Regions from separate parts of the Capra hircus genome. Here region 1 is linked to region 2. A link is a contact called in public Hi-C data. All regions are on one chromosome and are shown on one strand. Each heading gives the region's core, a stretch centred on a gene start, on an enhancer-like site or on the middle of the called end of the contact. The rest is flanking DNA. Distances are from core to core; before and after follow the strand shown. Region 1 holds the start of SNX18 (sorting nexin-18). Region 2 overlaps LOC102185312 (chondroitin sulfate proteoglycan 4).

Evidence for each region. A called contact is a pair of places that touch in the nucleus more often than the background predicts.
Region 1: a contact with region 2 is called in a Hi-C map of blood, with 2.7 times the contacts expected there. The contact joins the promoter of SNX18 here to the enhancer-like site in region 2. A contact is called at or near these places in 4 of 5 Hi-C or Micro-C datasets (blood and liver).

The regions. Positions count from the first base shown.
Region 1 is chr20:24,635,609-24,641,824 of ARS1.2, reverse strand. SNX18 (sorting nexin-18) reads left to right here and starts at 2,067. Exons shown (of 2, transcript XM_013972781.2): 1 at 2,067-3,864. The coding sequence starts at 2,238.
Region 2 is chr20:24,268,545-24,275,565 of ARS1.2, reverse strand. It overlaps LOC102185312 (chondroitin sulfate proteoglycan 4), which reads right to left. Exons shown (of 10, transcript XM_018065745.1): 3 at 5,148-7,021; 4 at 3,046-3,516. Among named protein-coding and RNA genes, the nearest start is that of ESM1, 110 kb to the right of the region's middle. Within about 2 kb of position 5,680, at least 1 of the 5 cell types and tissues checked has an H3K27ac peak or open chromatin away from gene starts, as enhancers often do.

The DNA.
Region 1 (6,216 bases), core at 818-3,317, 370 kb before region 2:
TCTTTCCTGCTATTAGGGTGCCATGGGGCTAGGAACCATGTCCCTCTCGTTCATGACCGCTAAACATTTGCTCCTGCACTGGTTCTGCAAACAACCTCTGGAATCCAGCAGTTCCCCAGCCATGACTCTACAGAGAAGTCCAACCTATCTATAAATCCCCTCAAATTTCAGCAACATTCACACCTGAAACAGATTTTCAGTCTCCTTCTCTATTTGAAATCACAAAGCATCACAAGTTTCATGCTACTTAAATAACTCTTTAAGGTTAACTACCAGATGAATAGTAAAGGTGAAACAGAATAGATTTATCTTAAATATTTCGGATTAGCTTCTCAGGAGCTAATAAGTAAAATAAATTGTAATCTTGATGTTTCATAGATGTTGATGTCATGATTCTGAGCACATCAATTGCTGACATCAAAATTCAGTGACCTCTGTTACTTGCTGTGAGAACTGTCCTAACCCAGAATTTTCAGCTACAAGTGGTGTAATTCAGAAGTTGCTTACTGAACTGAATTAAGGGTTTGTATTAGGGATAAATACTGTGGGAGTAACTCTGGTATACTGGGTTGGTGGTTTTGTGCAGGAAGCTTAGAATTCCACAGCTCTTATGATTGTATACTCTTCTGGCTTGTTTCCCAGATTTGCTTGAAAAGGGTCAGAAGACAGGATGAAATTAATGACATATGAATGCTAACACCCAATTAGAGGTGTCTTCAAAGGAATAATTAGGCTAGACTTAATAAGAGGAGATTCTGAGAAGAAAAAGCTTTAGGCAAATTATACTCTGAAAGAAAAGAAAATGTGAAATAAGGCAACTCTAGGAGATTGGCGTTGATTTAAACTTCAGGAAGTGATTTTATCTACTTATCTTAAAAATAATATAAACATAGTGAGACAAATGAATGGAGAGGGGTGGTCACTGAGTCCAGACTAGGAGCAGGGGTCTGAATACTGGTAGCCTTCCTCCAGCACATATCCGGAGACTGAAATTAGGACCCCTGTTCTCTTTATAATGGAGAAGGAAATGGCAACCCACTCCAGTATTCTTGCTTGGAGAATCCCATCGACAGAGGAGGCTGGTGGGCTACAGTCCATGGGGTCACAAAGAGTCGGACAGAACTGAGTGACTTCACTTTCTTCTTTCTTTTCTTTCTTTCTTATGAAGGAGGACAAGGTTTTTGCTTTTCAAAATAACAACGGCAGCAGCAACAGCGGCAGCAAACACTTAAACGGTGCTTCCCACCTATAATGCTAGCTCTCTGTTTCATTTTCCTCCTCTGTAAATAGGGATTCCACGATTATCAAATCCCCACAAATCCCGGAGTGCAAAAAGTGACTTGCTCAAGGTCATACAGGCAGGGATTATCAGAAGACAGATCGACCCCAGTAGCCTGGGGCGGAAGCGTAAACTCTCATTCAAGCGTTTAAAATGCAAGCTTTCTCAGCACATTTATTTTAGTGTAAACTCTCCAATGCCTCCCTCCGCCACACCACCCTTAGCCTCTTAATTGGTGGAACGCAGCGCCTTCCTTACTTTGCTCTTGTCACGCTCCTGTCTTTTTTGACCAAAAACCTACAGTGGGTAGATGTTAGGGAGCTTCTCCGTCAGTTTACAGCGCCCCTCCCGGCATTCCGTCTTTCTTAGCGCAATAGCTAACCTTCACTGAAAACCCTTCAACAGACGCGTGGGTTTATGTCATTGTACGAGTATTCATTGAGCACTCAGAGTGGGAACGTTAATCAGCAATGAAAATATTAACTTACTTTCTAGGATACTTTTTGTTTTTCAACTTAAAAGCCTAAAAAAGAAAAATCTCAGTTCACTTCTGAATAGAAACCTTCACCCTCAAGCTCTCACCCCTGCGCCTCACTGAACGGCACTGGCCACAAGGGGGCAGTGGCGGCCACGGAGTCGAACCTGGGGTCGTGCGCGGCGGCTCGGCCATCGCTTGCTCTCGCCTGGAGCGCGACTCTCGGCCGTGGATTAGCGCAGCTGGGGACGTGGGAGGCCCCGGGCCCCGCCCCCGACCGGCGGCGGCGGCCCAGCGCGGCAGTCTGCGCTGCTAGCGGAGCGGCGCGGAGGGCGCGACCAGCGGGTGGGGGCTCAGGAGCGTGTACTGCCTTCGGGGCTCCTTTCCGCGCGCCAGGGCGCGGGCACCACCGCGGGCCCCTCGGGCGGGCGCCAGGCTCAGGGCGCCGGGGGTCAGGGGGCAGCCCGCCGGGGTGCCGGGACCATGGCGCTGCGCGCCCGGGCGCTCTACGACTTCAGGTCGGAGAACCCGGGCGAGATCTCGCTGCGGGAACACGAGGTGCTGAGCCTGTGCAGCGAACAGGACATCGAGGGCTGGCTCGAGGGGATCAACAGCCGCGGAGACCGCGGCCTCTTCCCGGCCTCTTACGTGCAGGTGATCCGCGCCCCCGAGCCCAGCCCGGCGGGCGACGGCGGCCCGGGCGCCCCGGCCCGCTACGCCAACGTGCCACCCGGCGGCTTCGAGCCCCTGCCTGCCGCGCCGCCCACCTCCTTCAAGCCGCCACCCGACGCCTTCCAGCCGCTGCTGCAACCGCAACAGGCGCCGCCGGCGAGCACCTTCCAGCCGCCGGGCTCGGGCTTCTCGTACGGCGGGAGCGCCCTGCAGCCGTCGCCGCAGCAGCTCTACGGCGGTGGCGGCTACCAGGCCAGCCAGGGTAGCGACGATGACTGGGACGATGAGTGGGACGACAGCTCCACCGTGGCTGACGAGCCGGGCGCACTGGGGAGCGGCGCTTACCCAGACCTCGACGGCTCGTCGTCTGGGGGCGTCGGCGCTGCTGGCCGCTACCGCCTGTCCACGCGCTCCGACTTGTCGCTGGGCTCCCGCGGCGGCTCTGCGCCCCCGCAGCACCACCCGTCGGGGGCCAAGAGCTCGGCCACCGTGAGCCGTAACCTCAACCGCTTCTCCACCTTCGTCAAGTCGGGCGGGGAGGCCTTCGTGCTGGGTGAGGCGTCGGGTTTCGTGAAGGATGGGGACAAGCTGTGTGTGGTGCTGGGCCCCTATGGCCCCGAGTGGCAGGAGAACCCCTATCCCTTCCAGTGCACCATCGACGACCCCACCAAGCAGACCAAGTTCAAGGGCATGAAGAGCTACATCTCGTACAAGCTGGTGCCTACGCACACGCAGGTACCGGTGCACCGGCGCTACAAGCACTTCGACTGGCTGTACGCGCGCCTGGCCGAGAAGTTCCCCGTCATCTCGGTGCCCCACCTGCCCGAGAAGCAGGCCACCGGCCGCTTCGAGGAGGACTTCATCTCCAAGCGCAGAAAGGGCCTCATCTGGTGGATGAACCACATGGCCAGCCACCCGGTGCTGGCACAGTGCGACGTCTTCCAGCACTTCCTGACCTGCCCCAGCAGCACCGACGAGAAGGCCTGGAAGCAGGGCAAGAGGAAGGCCGAGAAGGATGAGATGGTGGGCGCCAACTTCTTCCTGACCCTGAGCACGCCCCCCGCCGCCGCCCTCGACCTGCAGGAGGTGGAGAGCAAGATCGAAGGCTTCAAGAGCTTCACCAAGAAGATGGACGACAGCGCGCTGCAGCTCAACCACACAGCCAACGAGTTCGCGCGCAAGCAGGTGACCGGCTTCAAGAAGGAGTACCAGAGGGTGGGGCAGTCCTTCCGTGGCCTCAGCCAGGCCTTTGAGCTGGACCAGCAGGCCTTCTCGGCCGGCCTGAACCAGGCCATCGCCTTCACCGGAGATGCCTACGACGCCATCGGCGAGCTCTTCGCCGAGCAGCCCAGGCAAGACCTGGACCCGGTAATGGACCTGTTGGCGTTGTATCAGGGCCACCTGGCCAACTTCCCTGACATCATCCACGTCCAGAAAGGTAAAGCCTGGCCTTAAGAGCGTACGGTGTGGGATATGTTGTTCAGGCTGAGAGGGTCACTTTGACAGAAGTCCCATTGTCTGTTTCAGATTAATATCCCACAGGTCGGGATCCCGGCAGGGATGTGGGCAGCCAGACGGTGCCCCAAGGGTAGGGCGGATGGTGGGGTGGTAGCTTCCTCCTTAAAGTATTTCCAGACAGGCTGCGGGTACACTCTTCAGAGGAGGTTGGAAGAGCACTTTTGGCAACAGTGCTGTCATTTTAGAGTTTGAATAGCTGGGTAATGAGCTTCTGGGATCCGTCATCTTGTGTCTAGGGTAGAATGAGAAGGGGACCCAAGCCATGTTAGGCATCCATTTGAACACTGGCAATGTCACTTAGCCATGGGTTTCGGGAAGTGTGGAAATCAGGGGCAAGAGTGGATATCTGCAGAAAGGTAGGTCCTGCTTTTGCCCCTCTGCTCGTCTCAGCCCCTGCATTGGTAGAGAAATTAGGGTCAGTTCTCTGTAGGTACTACTTAAATGGGGCGGCATAGGAATTTCCTGCGCAGTCTTCTTGCTTGCAACCTTTATAAAATAAGGTAAAAGACTCAGCCAAATTTCAGGAAGTTTTAAGAAAATTGCTCTCTTTAAGCTTGGTCATTTTCAATTTGGTGTCTACTAACCGACTGAAATTAAGAGTATTATTTAGGAAAATGATGTAGGGAAGCTATGCAGAATGTATAGGATCTGAGTATTGTGTCTGAGAGCAGTGTTTCTGGTATCTCAGCGAGTTAGCTGCCCAACTGTCAGAGCTTGTTTTATTTAGTCGTCGTTAGTGTCCCTAAAGACTGAAGTTTGCAGATTGTTTTCTTAGAAAATAAGTTAGGGCAGAATTAGAGCAGTAATTCCTGCCTTAACGTTACTCGCTGGCTTGCATTCTGATAGCCTGCCTGGAGAGGGGTTGGAGTGGGGAGGCAGCCTTGCTGAGAGGTTTTCGGTTCAGTGTGGGGGAGGGGAGGACATCACTAATCACCTTCCTGAGGGGGTGGAAACCTCCTGGCCTTGGGTAATGAGTCGCTGGCTGCCCTTTCAGGTGGGACAACCCATTTACAAACAGCCCAGATCTTTAACCTGTTCTTCCTGGTATTAAACTAAAGTTTGTCTCTCTTGATTCTCTTTCTGTTGCCTGGAAACACACACAGTAAGTTTCTTCCTCGTCATGTCAGCCCATCAGACCCTTTGGGACAGCAGCTTCCTTCCTCTCTGCTGCACTCCTGCCTCTTCCGAATAGGTGACAGGCTTCTAACTCCCCAGAGCGGGGTCCTGCAAACATGCTGATGGTGGTATAGTCCCTGCTAAAATGCACTGTCCCAAACATCTGCAATACTAGTTTCAGTGGAGAACAGTAACTTTTTTGACAATTTACATCTTGTAAGTGCAGTATAAGGTTAAATTAGCTGTTTGGGCAGCCGTATCACTATTGACCTGCATTGAACCTGCATCTTTGTTCCCTGTGACCCCCCCTCTTTTGCATAAATTGCTATGAATTCTTGATATTTTAGTCGGTGCTGGTGCAACTGACTCTTTGAGCCTTTAATGCAGGATCTAACATTTAAATTCCACTGTGTTACATCATTCTGGATCCAGTGCTGGGTGCCTTTTTACATGTTTCTGTGAGTTTATGCAGATTGTTGGTAAACAGTTGAAAGGGTGGAGCCAGGTGCAGACTCCTGCAGTCACACGCAGGTGGCTGGCTACTACAGGGCAGCATCAGTTCATTCAGTGGCTTTCCTGTCTTCAGACCACACACTCAGCCTTGTTGAGTGGCTCTGCTGTCGAAGTGAGTAGAAAATACTTGATGTTTGCCATAAAGTCTATTTTGAGTTTATATGTAGTCTGTTAATTTAACACTAGAACTAAAATCGTCTCCTATTGGGATTTGAGAAACTTCCTTCATTAAAACCAGTACCATTTTTATGTTGTTTAAATAATTCAAGGGCCCTAAACATAATCTTCAGGAACTTCAGAAAGAACATCTGTTGATATTCAACATGGTTTGTCTCTGCTGTAGCCTTGGTGTGTGATGTACAGTGAGCCTGTGTCCCTGGATAACATGTCTTTAGAATGTACTGCCATTTAGAGCTGTAGTGTGCAATGCATACAGCTAAAAGCATTTGTTTACAGCCAGCATTTATCAAGGATGCTAGTGTTGGCCATTTTAAGAATACAGATGAGCTTTAAGCCCGGCTGAAGCTTTTTGAACATGTTCTGGATGTTCACATGATGGTATAGAGCAGAAGAAACATCCCCCTCCCGCCCCTGCTACGCAGTTGCTGTTGGAATGAATCTTCATCTGAGCACTTGGGAATTT
Region 2 (7,021 bases), core at 4,431-6,930:
ACTGGCAGGTGGGCTCTTTACCAGCTGAGCCAGCTGGGAAGCCCAAAATGCCAGATAGTAGGTATTAATCTACAGGCAAGGAGGGTTTGGTGGGAATGTATCTATTCCTAGTTCTAATGCTAGAAAAACATCTGCTGACCTTCAGGTACTTAATACACTTGTAGAAAATCTTAAAAGATTAAAAAGCGTTTGGTCCTGTCACCAGTCATGTTCAGGGAATATTAAGTTCCCCCCTTCTGTTCACAGCAGGCTTTCCAGGTGGCTCAGTAGTAAATAATCCACTTGCTATTGCAGGAGACGTAAGAGACGTGACCCCTGTTTTGACCCCTGGGTAGGAAATCCTCTGGAGTAGGAAATGGCAACCCATTCCAGTATTCTTGCCTGGAAAATTCTGTGGACAGAGGAGCCTGGCGAGCTACAGTCCATGGGGTCACAAAGAATTGGACATCACTGAGCACACAGAAAACTAACAACGGTTCACATTCCCCCTCCCCCATTGTTCTGAACCTCACTAGGGGTCAAAGGTGAAGTCAAAAGCCCTCCCATACTGGACCTCCCTAAATCTCACCTATGGCCCCCCACCCTTGTGTGAAGCTCCACACATTGAGCTCCTCCTGCTCCCCTCACAGAACTGTTCGCTTGCTCTTCCCTCTGCCTGAATGCTCTTCCTCCATATCCACCAAGCTCACTATCCGTCACGTCCTCCAGGTGTCTGCTCAAGGCTGCCTTGGGCCCCCAACCACTGTATTTGAAGCTGAGCATCAGCACACACAGACACACAAACACCACTGATGTTCCCAGCACTTCCTCTCTCTCTTTCCTGTTCTATTTTTCTCCATAGTACTAATCTTCATTCAACTATTTTACTTATAGAAATTTACTTATTTATTTTATTTATTCTCTCTCTCTGCCTCTTTCTTTCCCCACCAGGAAGAAAGATCCATAAGGGCAGGGTTTGTTGCCGGGTTAATTCACTGCTTTACACTCAATACTCAGAACTAGCATACCTGACACATAACGGACACTCAAAAATTATTCACTGAATGAATGAAGGGCAAAAATGGCCAAGACCTCTCCTTCTCTGAGTCACTGAAGGTGATAGCCACGAGTTGTGAGGTGTCACCCTAAGTGAAAATGACCATGTCTCAAACCCTGGAGACCTCAGAAGGCATAAAAGAAGGGAAAATGCAAAGGTCTTGAGAAATGGAGAATTTCCTGTCACAACAGTAAACAAAGGATGTCACAGTGATGTTCTGGCTCTCTAAATGTGAATTCCTGAGCCTTTCGGGCACTCAGGAAGGAGAAGAATGCCCACAACCTGGCAGCCATTAGGCTGTAGCCACTCCCTACAGTGAGTTCTGAGCAACTCAGGATATGAAAGCAGGATACTGGCTCCAGATAGCTGAGGTGTATGTGAAAGGAATGATTCAAGTGAGCCCAGGCTCTTTCATTGTCCCGTAAATAGAAAAGCGCTAAATTCTTTAGCTTGGTTAATCTGATTTACTTCATTAACAATAATCTTTTGATGTTCAGACTACCTGCGCTTTGTTGCAAACTTCTATATAACCTGATTCCTCCCCCCACCTCCTTGGAGCAATTCTCTCAGGGTCACTTGAGATGCTGTCTCCTGGGCTTGAAGTCCTAAAAATTTCCACCAAATAAAACACAACTCTCAGCTTTTAGATTGTGACTATTTTTAAAGCCAACAGGGTCACCTGAAGATCAGGAACATACAATATTGACTATGAACAAGGCTACACAGCAACATGGATAGACACACACACTTGATGCCTATTTCAACCAACCATGCTTAAATATACACTTCTCATAATACAAAGCACAGACGATAATGAATTGGTTAAGACAGAACCAAAATTTAGAGCTCAGTCTCTCACCCAGAGTACATGGGGTGAATAGAATTAAAATTCCGTTCACATGAGAGCAGGTGGTTATCTTAGGTGGTTTGTCCAGCCTTTGGGAGGGAAGCTATGATTAAGAGATGGCTGCATGGAGTCAGTGAAGAATCACCTCCCCTGGGTCCCCAGTTGAGAGGCACTGAGCTCCAAGGTCTTTTCCACCCTCAGCACTCTCCACTTCCCCCATGGCTCTGAATACCACCTGATTGAGTCTAACCCTCTTGACATGTGCCTCAGGGATCTCCAAAGCTGGCCCTTAAGCACCCTCCAGCACACTCTGTCCATCTGGGAACCTCATGAACTATTCCTTGGCCCCCAGAACACCATTCACTTCAATGCCTTCTCATCATTGCCATATAGTCCCCTTTTGCTTGCATTTCTTTGCTTTCTCTCTCCACCTCTATTATCTCCCAGCTTTCTCTCTATCCTAAAAGTCTAGCTTAAACTTTATTCCCTCTGAGAAACCTTCAATTAGAGTCAAATGTGACCATTCTGCACACCCACAGTATCATTGTTGAAGTGCTACATGAAAGACAAGAACAGTACAGCTTGTATTAAAGCTCATGTGCCTAACTCCCCCACAGCAATTCTTGAAGGCAAAAAAATATGTCTACTTATCATGGAAACCTTACACAGTAACTTGAACAGAGTAAGTTTTTAGTAAATGGATTCAAGTCACTTGATGAGGTGAAATCCTTAGAAGCAAAATGAAGCAGCAACACACGTTCTTAGCTAACTGGACAAAGATATCCAAAGATGCTAGATAGCTGCTCATGGTTTCCATCCTGAAGACAGTGTGTTCCTAGGAGCTTATAAAGGGAATAATGGGGATCTGAAGGATACTTTGCAATATTTTTTTTAAGTATGGAAATCATTCTTTTATTCATGGTAAGAAAGCAAACTATCACAGTAATAACACTCTAATAACTCACTGAGGATATTTAAGCAATGACCAGATGATCTCTCTATGGAGTCGTCATGGAAGGGCTTCTCTATCTGCTGGGAGGTTGGACCAGATATCTTCTAAGGCCCCATCCCTTCCCAAAGTCTGTGAATCCAAGTGATAAATAGCCAGATTTTTTCTTATCCAACATATCCAAATCCAAATATATTAATTGAGAGTTATTACCTGTTTCCTGGTAAATTTCATCAGCTTTACTCTTGGGAAATGAGAATTTTCAACATAACCATGTTTGGGTGGTTTTAGTAGAACAAATTCACAGTCAAGTCCCTCAAAATGCTTGCTTGGAATTCTGAAATAGTCTTCTGGAAGTGCCTTGGAGCCACCTTCCTGGACTGTGAAATTTTGTACTGCCAGAGGAATACGTTTAGGGACAATATCCACCAGGATTTCAAGTCTGCTCATAGCTTGGAAGCCACTCATAACATCCAGTATAAAACGGTCCCGTTGTTGGTCAGGCATTGTCTGTACATAATGGATGTAACCATCATCAACATCCTGCTGCGTAAACATCAAAGGGAACTTCTCGTCTGTACTCACGCTACCCTCCTCCGGGAAAGTCCTTCGAAGGTATCCATGCACTGGCGGAGTTCTAACAATGAACACTGCCTCTGAAGGAACAGGGTCTTCGTGCACAGCCTTGAGTGCACATTAACAACACAGAGACACAAAAAGAAAAACATTAATCTATGGAAGAGTCAAGACCCTTGATGAACCAAATTATTTTCTATTAATGTTCACAAATGGCTTAAGTTACAATCCAGGTTAAGACACAGTTTAAGCCTGGGTCTGTTCTGGTAACCATGCTAATATTTCGAATTTCAGTCCTGATCACAAAGACAAAGCAACATTTGAACAGTTACTAATGTATTATCAAGACATAGTTCACAGTGGCAAGAAACCTAGGACTCAGAAAATAGAGCTGAAAGAAATAAAATGGTATCTAGAGAAGGAACAAAAGATAGTAGAAGAAGTAGCAGATAAAGTACTAAAATTGCAAGACTTTAAAGGAAAGTCTATTTTTAAACTAGCTCAGCATTTTAAATATACATTTAATTTACTGATTCAGCAAAATTCATCTCAAAACTTTCTGTGACAGATTTAGAGTCCATAGATTTAGTCTGTGTACACCCCCTTGTGGTGAAACAAATTCTCTAAGATCCTGAAAAATAATTGAGAAAAAAGCTGGTGGGCTCCATAGTCTCTTGGTCAAAACTCATTATTCAGTAAATTGCTCTGACTTGAATTCATTTCTGCTGCTGCTACTGTTCAGTTGCTCAATCATGTCCAACTCTTTGCAACCCCGTGGACTGTAGCCGCCAGGCTCCTCTGTCCACGGGATTCTCCAGGTAAGAATATTGGCGTGGGTTGCCATGCCCTCCTCCAGGGGATCTTCTCGACCCAGGGATCGAACCCAGGTCTCCTATACTGCAGGCAGATTCTTTACCACTGACCCACCAGAGAAGTCCAAATTCATTTTTACTTAATGTTATCGGCTGTATTTAGCAAGCAGGCAAACTCGCTTGCAGTCCTGAGGGTAGATTCAGAATAGCTTGCATTTGTGGCCAACTGTCATAAATCAGTTTACATACCCTGCACAGATTACTCATTCTCCCCTAACTCTGATCAGCAGGGCTGTGCTGCTAGAGGCTCTCAAGTTGTAGTCTCAGGAAACCAGGCGGCTTCTGGTGTGAAGTCTCACCCTTGGCATTCCCCAGGTCTGGGCCAATTTATCCATCAGTTTCAAGAAACTACACAAGGCCACATTCAGAGCTAAAGAAATAAACTGTGTAATATAGTATCCTCGTCTGTTTTAGGAATCCTTTTTATGTCTGTTAAATTACACGTTTATACCCTGCTTCACCACATTACAAATGTAACTCAGATCAAATGAAATATTGGCGGTGTTGCCATGAGAAATGAAAAAAGTAATGACCTCTTTATTGACTATAATATATACATTCCCTCCTCCTTCGCAGGTTATTCTACATTATAAACATATATGCATACTCGTGTGATCATATGCACACAACTTTAAAATGAAGGGAACTTAGGATTCGTTATATTCCATTTCCAATAGAACAATTAGCAGTATCAAAATCGTGGAACCGTCTGGCTTTTCTTCTCAAAGGCATCTGCATTTTTAAAAAGTCATTCCAAATACCAGGAGAGAAATCAGCACAAAAATAGCTCTCAGGAGCAAACAAAGAGATCATTTGTCCCTGTGGTTCCACAGGGGGAGAATGCTAGGAGCTGGGACCAGCACTTACCTGAAGCCTTCCTCTACTCAGTTTTACTGGTTTTCCTTCTTCAACCATAAGGGTCTTGCTGTGCAGAATTCGCGTGTGATGTTGGTGGCTTTCTGAGTCCACCTGCACGTAGACTCCCACATATAAATGTATATCTTTAACTCGCACTGTTAGGTTGAACATATCGAAGCTGCCACTGCCATCATGCCTATAAGTCACATGCCCTTGCTTCAAGTCATGCATGGAAAATGAGCCAGGCGCTGAGCTGCTGACCAGCACTCTGCCGTGCTTTGGGGGCTGCACAATATGGAATTCGACCTCGTGGTCTGTTCTGACATCTTGGTTTGTGGTGACACTGAGGTTGGCTGTTGTGAGGCTGCTGTCTTTTCCTCTCTGTACGAGCAGCCCCGTGTTGTTGACTACACGGACGTAGGGGTCTGACACGCTGACCTCAAGGAGGGATGATGTGTAATGGACACCATCCGTCACGAACAACACAAAGCGGGCCGAGTCTGCGCCCCAGTGCCTGAAGAGCACGCGTCCTTCCCGCAGGTCCTCTTGCCTGAACTGGTAGAGTTTCTGCGTCGGGTCACTGGCTTGCACCAAGTCCCCGTTCGGGATGCCCCGCCGGATGTAGAGCAACTGCCCGTCGTCAAAATCTGAGTCAGGGTCATGGTAGCAGAGATCTGAGAGGGTCAACAAGCGCTGGCCGTTCCGCACAACCTGAAAGACCTTATCCACCACGCGCACTGGTTTCTCGTCATTCTTTAACTCCACAGAAATGGTGACTTTGATTTCTGTAGACAGATGCTCCGTGTCAAGATCCCTGAACGCTCCCTCCTGGTCTGGTCCTGCGGTGGAGGCCACGAGGAGGAATTCGTCACTCTGGGTCTCAGAGTCATCGTGCTCATATATCAGCTCCTCACCCAGGATATCTTGATCCGTGAAGGCAGTAATGTCCTGATTTCCAGGAAAATCTAAAAAGCGGATCAGTTTCAGCTTCCCGTGTTGCGGACTCTTGGTGACTGTATATTGGAAAGTCCGATTGTCTAAGGTTTGAGCAAATAATTCCGACTTTGTGATTAATTTCCCTTCTCCCTCTTTTACAAGTAATCCTCTGTTCGTTACAATAATGTGCCTCCTCTCTGCTTTAAAGTTGATTCTGAAAGTATAATCTTTTGATTCTATGTGTTTTGCAACCATCAAGAACCTGAAAATATCTTGTGAATGTTCCCTGGGCCTCTCCTGTGGTTCATAACTTATCTTTCCATCTGTAATGTTTTGTTGGCTGAAGACTGAGTTTATCTGTAGAACTTCTGTGCCAAGTAACAATTTTCCTTTCTTAGGGGGGCTCAGTAACTTAAAATGCAGTTCCCTCTCAGCTACTTCCACCCCCTCTGTCACGGCCTGTAAGTGATCAGAATTCAATACATGCCTGTTTATTTTACTGATCTCAAGGGCAACATTTTTCAGAAGGGTAAACTTTAGCCACTGTATCGTAATAGGAAACACCAGCTCTTCGCTGCTTTTTCCTTCTATGTCAACTTTAAATTTAAAGTGATCCGTAACATTTTCTAGTTGCAAATCTTTAAATGTAGTACAGTACCGGATCTGACTCCGATCAACAGAACGCTGAGAAAAGGTACTGATTTGTTTCCACTCGCCACCTGGCCCTTGCTGCTGAATTTGGCCAAAGCGAGGTGGATAAGTGATAACATAACGGGTGTCCACCTCAGGGCGTTCACCATTAACCTCCACCGACAAGTTGCTCTGTGTAATCAGAACCGAACCACCCTGCTGTACGGCCACACCGGTCCGCTTGGCCACTGCCAACTCCCAAGGAATAGCCATGACCCGCAACACCACTGTACTGCTAACCAGCTCTCCATCATTTG